Regions from separate parts of the Ovis aries genome. Here region 2 is linked to region 1. A link is a contact called in public Hi-C data. All regions are on one chromosome and are shown on one strand. The core of a region is the stretch at or near the end of the contact, and the rest is flanking DNA. Distances in the headings are between cores, read along the strand shown. Region 1 overlaps CUBN (cubilin). Region 2 holds the start of VIM (vimentin).

The links. Hi-C and Micro-C count contacts between places; a contact is called where the count stands out from the background.
Region 2: a Hi-C map of omental adipose tissue shows a contact between it and region 1, with 1.7 times the contacts expected there. The contact joins the promoter of VIM here to the enhancer-like site in region 1. A contact is called at or near these places in 2 of 16 Hi-C or Micro-C datasets (omental adipose tissue and skin fibroblasts).

Annotation. Positions count from the first base shown.
Region 1 is chr13:30,889,246-30,893,176 of ARS-UI_Ramb_v3.0, reverse strand. All of the region lies in intron 17 of CUBN (cubilin), which reads left to right. Among named protein-coding and RNA genes, the nearest start is that of CUBN, 44 kb to the left of the region's middle. Within about 2 kb of position 2,421, at least 4 of the 54 cell types and tissues checked have an H3K27ac peak or open chromatin away from gene starts, as enhancers often do.
Region 2 is chr13:31,054,572-31,058,431 of ARS-UI_Ramb_v3.0, reverse strand. It overlaps VIM (vimentin), which reads right to left and starts at 2,306. Exons shown (of 9, transcript XM_004014247.6): 1 at 1,597-2,306; 2 at 896-956. The coding sequence starts at 2,159. It overlaps TRDMT1 (tRNA aspartic acid methyltransferase 1), which reads left to right and starts at 3,459. Exons shown (of 12, transcript XM_042230590.2): 1 at 3,459-3,541.

The DNA.
Region 1 (3,931 bases), core at 1,172-3,671:
TAGAAAGGATGAAGAACAGAAAGGTAATTCTAGATAGGTGTGGGAGAATGATTATAGGAAGTCTTCTTTTGAGTGGGAATCAGTTCAGTTCAGTTCAGTTGCTCAGTCTTGTACAACTCTCTGTGACCCCATGAATCGCAGCATGCCAGGCCTCCCTGTCCATCACCAACTCCCGGAGTTCACTCAGACTCACGTCCATCGAGTCCGTGATGCCATCTAGCCATCTCATGCTTGGTCGTCCCCTTCTCCTCCTGCCTCCAATCCCTCCCAGCATCAGAGTCTTTTCCAATGAGTCAACTCTTCTCATGAGGTGGCCAAAGTACTGGAGTTTCAGCTTTTGCATCATTCCTTCCAAAGAAATCCCAGGGTTGATTTCCTTCAGAATGGACTGGTTGGATCTCCTTGCAGTCCAAGGGACTCTCAAGAGTCTTCTCCAACACCACAGTTCAAACGCATCAATTCTTCGGCACTCAGCCTTCTTCACAGTCCAACTCTCACATCCATACATGACCACAGGAAAAACCATAGCCTTGACTAGACGGACCTTAGTCAGCAAAGTAATGTCTCTGCTTTTGAATATACTATCTAGGTTGGTCATAACTTTTCTTCCAAGGAGTAAGTGTATTTTAATTTCATGGCTGCAGTCACCATCTGCAGTGATTTTGGAGCCCCCCAAAATAAAGTCTGACACTGTTTCCACTGTTTCCCCATCTATTTGCCATGAAGTGATGGGACCGGATGCCATGATCTTCATTTTCTGAATGTTGAGCTTTAAGCCAACTTGTTCACTCTCCTCTTTCACTTTCATCAAGAGGCTTTTTAGTTCCTCTTCACTTTCTGCCATAAGGGTGGTGTCATCTGCATATCTGAGGTTATTGATATTTCTCCCGGCAATCTTGGTTCCAGCTTGTGTTTCTTCCAGTCCAGCGTTTCTCATGATGTACTCTACATAGAAATTAAATAAGCAGGGTGACAATATACAGCCTTGACGTACTCTTTTTCCTATTTGGAACCAGTCTGTTGTTCCATGTCCAGTTCTAACTGTTGCTTCCTGACCTGCATACAGATTTCTCAAGAGGCAGGTTAGGTGGTCTGGTATTCCCATCTCTTTCAGAATTTTCCACAGTTTATTGTGATCCACACAGTCAAAGGCTTTGGCATAGTCAATAAAGCAGAAATAGATGTTTTCTGGAACTCTCTTGCTTTTTCCATGAGTGGGAATAGATGCTGGGAAAGATTGAAGGCAGGAGAAGAAGGGGACAACAGAGGATAAGATGGTTGTATGGCATCACTGACTCAATGGACATAAGTTTGAATAAACTCCAGGAGTTGGTGATGGACAGAGAGGCCTGACAGGCTGCAGTTCATGGGGTCACAAAGAGTCAGACACGACTGAGTGACTGAACTGAACTAAACTGAGATGTATTTCTAAGAATCCCAAATCTTCTCATTTTGTAATTCCAGATTTCTTGTTGCCATGTGAATATGTCCTTTAAACATAGATTAAAATGTCAATCTCTATTATGCCTCTTTCCCATGTAGTGTGGTTTGGAAAGACTTTGTGTTCAGTAAGAAAGCTCCATAAATGTTTATTTGAGAATAAAATTTAACTGCAAAGGATCATAAATGTGGTATTGCCACATTCAGTATAGCATATCTGTCTTCTTTTAAAACAAGAAACGCACATTTATACTTTAATTTGTGGACTTATATCACTCTCTCAGCTAAAGTTTCCACTTCTAAAAATGTATATTACCCATGGGTAATGTGATGTGGCTCGTAACAAAAGAATAAGTACAGTAAGAATAGATCAACTGTTAGTCCTCCTGTTTTGTTAAGAGAGCTTTTAAATTGCAGAGACTAGTTCAACAAATGTGACAGAACTATCTTTCCAGAATAAAAAGCAGCACCTAATTAATATTCCATAAGTGATGTAAGTCATCAGAAGTCTGAGTGAAGGACACATAAGGTAGTAATGAAAGTTCAATTTTAATCCCAGAGAATGCAAGTACTAGGCTGAATAATAATCTCAGAAGCTTGTGTGATGCTGCCGGCAGGGCTTGAAATGGGGTATGGAAGGAAATGAATACAACTGTTCACCTCACTAGATCTCCTTGACCCATCCCACATCATCTGTTCCCTCCCCACCAAGACAGGAAAGGGAAGGGGGAGGAGAGGAGCCTTCTGGGGAAACAGGAGGCCTCTGGGGAAGTTGTTCCTTCTTAGAAGAAGAAAGAAAAATAAAAACAAACTATGATTAATAAGACAGGGAGAAGTAAGTAGCACTAAATTTGGCTTCTGAAATCTAGGGCATGGGTACCCATTCTACAAGTCTCACTGATTGACAGATTAATCATATTTTAGACCTCTTGCCAATCCCAGCAAATCACAATGCAGAAATTGTACATCTCTGTATAATGAGATGCAAGTAGAAATAACTGCTAAAAGATTTAAATGTCTGACTTCTTGAAAAGCTGTAAACACTCTCCTGAGTAATTACTGGGTTAAGGAAGGAAATAGAAAGTGAAATGAAAGACAATGTAGAAAGTAAAAAGAAAGTGCTACATATCAAAATAAGGTAAAATCTTTAAGATTTTAAAGAAATAATAAAATTAATGGGGAAGGGGGAAAGTGCAGTCAGCTGGAACACTGAAGACCGGTCTTCCCTCTGAACCCCTCATCACCTCCTCCCTCCCTCCTTCCTCTCCTCCACTCCCACTGCTCCCGGCTGGGCCCTGCACAGATCTCCCCACTCCCCACAGGTCTTGGGATGACTTCAGATTCACAGAGGACCTCTTTTTGCTCTTTGTCAGGCAGCAGAGCTGTTCAGCTCCAGCCTCAGAATTGGGTGAGGGAGGTCCGTGACTTCCCGTCTGCCTCAGTTCACTGAGTACGCTCAAAGGGATGTGTTGGTCAGAGCCTCATGACTGTGGTGATTCACAGAAAAGTCCTTAAGGACGTAAACCCAAATGGCAGAGAAAGAGTAAGACCTCTGACAAATGAAGCTGGAATGCAGCTGCAGCAAGCAGATACACCAGAGTAGCACCATTTTCTAGTGAAGCACAGGTTGAAATCAATTTTAGTTCAAAGAAGTGTCTTTCCAGAGAATGGCAGAAAGAAAGAGGACATCAGGCGATGTCCAGTAACTTGCATTCTTAGCATATTGGATTTGGAGTTTTGGCAGAGACTAGAAACATTTGGCTGGTTTCTTAGCACTTTTGTTGTCAGCACAGTTTTTCCAAAATTGCTTTGTCATCCTGATGCTTTTTAATGAAGTGATAAAATATACTATTGTTCAGGTGAAAACAGTTCTACCCATTGGCATGGTGGGAGCCAGGGAATAGACTGAGATGGTAGAACCACCTAGGTTTGGAGTTTCAAGGGATTGTATGGCATAAATCCTTCCTGTGTGTAGAGGAGTTGTGTGCTTATGTGGAGATCACAAACCCCATGGAACTAGTGAGATGGAGAGCAGTGAGTGAGAAGAGGAGCTATGGAAATCAAGATCATCAAGAAAACTCCAGGGGCTTTCCTGGTGACTCAGTGGTAAAGAATTCTCCTGCCAATGAAGGAGATGTGGGTTAGATCCCTGATTCAGAAATACCCCACATGCCACAGAGCAGTAAGCCAATGAGCCACAGCTATTGAGCCTGTGCTCTGCTGCTACTAAGTCGCTTCAGTCGTGTCCGACTCTGTGCAACCCCACAGACGGCAGCCCACCAGGCTCCCCTGTCCCTGGGATTCTCCAGGCAAGAATACTGGAGTGGGTTGCCATTTCCTTCTCCAATGCATGAAAGTGAAAAGTGAAAGTGAAGTTGCTCAGTCATGTCCGACTCTTTGCGACCCCATGGACTACAGCCTACCAGGTTCCTCTGTCCATGGGATTTTCCAGGCAAGAGGACTGGAGTGGGGTGCCATCACCTTCTCTGGA
Region 2 (3,860 bases), core at 1,057-3,556, 170 kb before region 1:
AAATCCTATCCTTCATTTTTAGCTTTATTCTTTATGGAGAAAATGCTAAAGAATACAAGGATTCAAAAAAGGAAGGCCTTTCCAAATGTGAGGTAGGACTGCAGCTTTAAGAACTTTTCACATCACATACTTCCAGTCTGGGCCAGATATTAGATAACGGGGGTGTTAGCAAATACTTGTGTCCAATTAGAACAGTGCTTGCATCATTACATATTCAATAAGAATGTAGCCTGTTGCAAAGCGTCTCCAGGAACACAAAGACTCCTATTCTTTCTGACCAGAGCCACCACACTTGCCAGAATGTCTGTATCTACATTCCATAGTGAAGTCCGTAGAAACCATTAATACCTTTCAGCCAAGGGGACAGATGGCTCCTTTTCATCCTTATTAGATCACAAATTAGTTGTGCATAGCGATACTTCTGTCTAACCTTGGGGCCACAATAGAACTTGCCGGCAAGAAAATAAAATTTCTGGCTCCACTAAGTTTCTTATCCTCCCATCCATTTCACATCTAAAACTACAGGGCAGAATTGTGCTTTTTGTGGCCTTGTAAAAGGTAGTCAACTTTGGCAAAACCGCAACCTAAATCAAACTGTAACTCTTCAAAATCAAAATATCAACGTGTTGCAAACACGAAACGGAAAAAAAAATGATTTCTTGGGAAAAGAATCTTGAAACAAATTAAAAAATGTTAAAGACCATGTCCTACGGAACGGTTTAATCATTCAAGGGCTTTTATCCAGAACTGCGGTCTCTCTGCCACTAGGGGGCTTGGCGCGCAGACGTGAAGTTTTGTATGATTCAGACTTGGGTTAAGAAACTTTTAGAATTGCTCGTGGGTTGGGCGGGAGGGTGGCGTCCCGTGGCTTCGAGTAGGAACGGAATCTACCAACCTGTCTGAAAGACTGCAGAGTGCTCTCGGCTTCCTCTCTCTGAAGCATCTCCTCCTGCAACCTGAAACAGTTTCAGATTAACCACAGGGGAACCGGGAAACCGCCAGGGGCGGGGCGACCACACCCAAACACCCAGTCGTGGCGCAGAGACCCAAGGGTTGCTGCGCCACCTCCGCGCTCAATTAGCGACCGCGGCTTAGACCTGCTGTCCTAGGCAAGTTTAAGCGGGACCTTGGCCTCTGCGTGGAAAAGCAATCACTGTCGCCACCCCGACCTGCGAGACGCCCGCCACCACCTCACCGCGGAGACTCTACAATCCCTTTGTCTCGCTCTCTCCACGGCCCGTTGGCTGGCAGCCAGCCAGAGGGGGACAGGAAACTTTCTCAAAGTTTGGGGAAATCGCGTTCATCCTTTTCTAGGGCCTTAGCAGCAGCAGCAGCAGCAGAGTACACAGTGGTAGTTTTTAAAAGTCTGCAACTTGAAACGTGCGTTCTTGGGCAATGAGTCGGGGTAGAGGGAAAATGCTAACTTGGAAGATTCTGGTTCAGGGCGGGGCCCGCACCGCTTAAGCCACAACCCTGCTCCCCCGCTGTCCCCCACCCCCACCCCCGGCAGCCGCCGCCCGGGCCACATCCCCAAGGGCGTGGCAGCTCCGGTATCCACTTCATCCCTCCCTCAGCCCCGCGTGGGCGCCGCCTTACTTCTCCCGGAGCCTCATGATGTCTTCGGCCAGGTTGTCGCGCTCCACCTCGACGCGGGCCTTGTCGTTGGTGAGCTGGTCCACCTGCCGGCGCAGCTCTCGCATCTCCTCCTCGTAGAGGTCCCCCAGGCGCGACTTGCCCTGTCCCTTGAGCTGCTCGAGCTCAGCCAGCAGGATCTTGTTCTGCTGCTCCAGGAAGCGCACCTTGTCGATGTAGTTGGCGAAGCGGTCATTGAGCTCCTGCAGCTCCACCTTCTCGTTGGTGCGGGTGTTCTTGAACTCGGTGTTGATGGCGTCGGCCAACGAGAAGTCCACCGAGTCCTGCAGCAGCCGCACGCCGGGCACGCCGCTCCGCAGGCGCACAGCCGAGGAGCGCGTGGCGTACACGCCACCCGGGGACGAGGTGTAGAGGGTGCGGCTGGTGGAGGGGCGCAGCGCACTGCCCAGGCTGTAGGTGCGGGTGGACGTGGTCACGTAGCTCCGGGTGGAGCTCGGCCGGCTCGCGGTGCCTGGGCCGCCGAACATCCTGCGGTAGGAGGACGAGGACACGGACCTGGTGGACATGGCTGCAGAGGGTGGCGGTGGACTGGGCGACTGCGGTAGCACGGACTGGCTCCGGGAGAAGAGGCGAGCGCGAGGGCGCGGTGGGTGTGGGCAGAGGGAGCGGTGCTGCGTCTCTGGCGCGGGGAGCCCGGAGCGAGAGTGGCAGAGGACCGGACCCCGCGCGGGGCGCAGTTTTTATAACCGCGTTAGGTAAGAGGGTTCCCTCCCACTGCCATCCCGGCGACGGAGTGCGCCAGCCAATGGGGAAGGCTGGGCGGGGGGTTGGGGCGGGGGCGCCCCGGAGCCGTCCTCCTCCCCCATCTTCCCCAACGGGGACTGAGCACAGCCCCGTTACTTCTTAGCTGGGCTGGGACTTTCAGGGGCTTTCCTGATGGTGGCCCGAGCTCTGCTCACCTCTGGGTGCTGATAAAGGAGGGGTCGCGCAGTGGTGCAGGGGGAACCCGCCAGGACTGGACCAGAGGGGTCCCGGGCTCCGCGCCAAAGAGCTGTAGGAGGAGGCGCGCGGGTGGGAGGGGCGCGCCGCAGCTGGGTTGCGCTTTACTGGGAGAGAGAGGATGCGGAGCCCCGCGGGCCAAGAAGCAGGAGGAGGGGGAGTGCAGGATCCCGCAGAACTGGAGGCGTGGAGAAAGAAACAAAGAGGGCCTGAGATTAGAGCGCGAGGTGGGGGCGCGCACAGCTCTGGACGCAGGGCTTGGGCCCCGCGCAGGAGTGTGTGCACAGCCCGCTTCGAAAGAGGATCTGATGCGGACCCCGTCTCTCTTCGTCCTCTTGTCTTGGGAATTCCTGTTCAGGGACCTAACGGACTGGGTCCCCTTTGGACGGTGCGCGCTTCGAGGCGGCGGCCGAGGAAAGCCTGGGGGAGAAGGGTGGGGTCGCTGAGTCACTGGCACTGAGTCACTGCACCCGGCTGTCCCGCCGAAGGCTCCTAGCGGTACAGGGAAACCGTTAGACGAGATTGACTCCAGCCTCCCCGGGCCTGCGCGCACAGTTTGTCGAAGTTTAACACAACTTCGAGCTGGGCCTCAGCTTTCTCGTGGGCAGTTCGCCTGCGTGAAGACTAGCGCGCGCCTGAGTTCTTAAGAACCCGACAAAGCCAGATTTTGCTCCGATATGCAGGCTTCTCTGTAGTAAGAAACTTCTGCACACATTCTATAAGCGCCGAACGCGGGTCTGGGGCATCACAAATGCACTCCGGGGAGGTTCTTGCCAAGTTCCCCCTCACTCTTCTCCCTGGTCCCCTCTCGGCCTCCCCCTCCCCCCATAAAACCACACCCGACTTTTAACAGGATCTGGAAGTTTGGGGTGAAGGAGGAAGCTCTGCGTCCGCAGCTGCACAATCAAATTGATCTCTGGTTTTTCTGCTGTTGCGGAAGTCATTCAAGGTATAAACCTGCGCTAATTATAAGAATGAATTAGGTGATACTTTAAATGTTTAATTTGGTGAATGAAAGGCAGTTAGTTGATTAAATGATTAGTTAGAAAGGCAGCTAGTTAGCCTCAGATGATAGAATGTTTGCAGGGACTGATGCATTCTGCAGGATTCTGGTGTCTTGTCGGGGAAAAGTCACTGGTCCGTTGGTCGATTTTCCAGAATTCCTGCAGTTGGACTTAAAGTGAGAGAAACAAAATTGAATACGGGGCAAAATGTTTTAGTGTAGGGTGCCAAGGGAGTGTTCAGACTCTTAACACCAAAACCTTTTT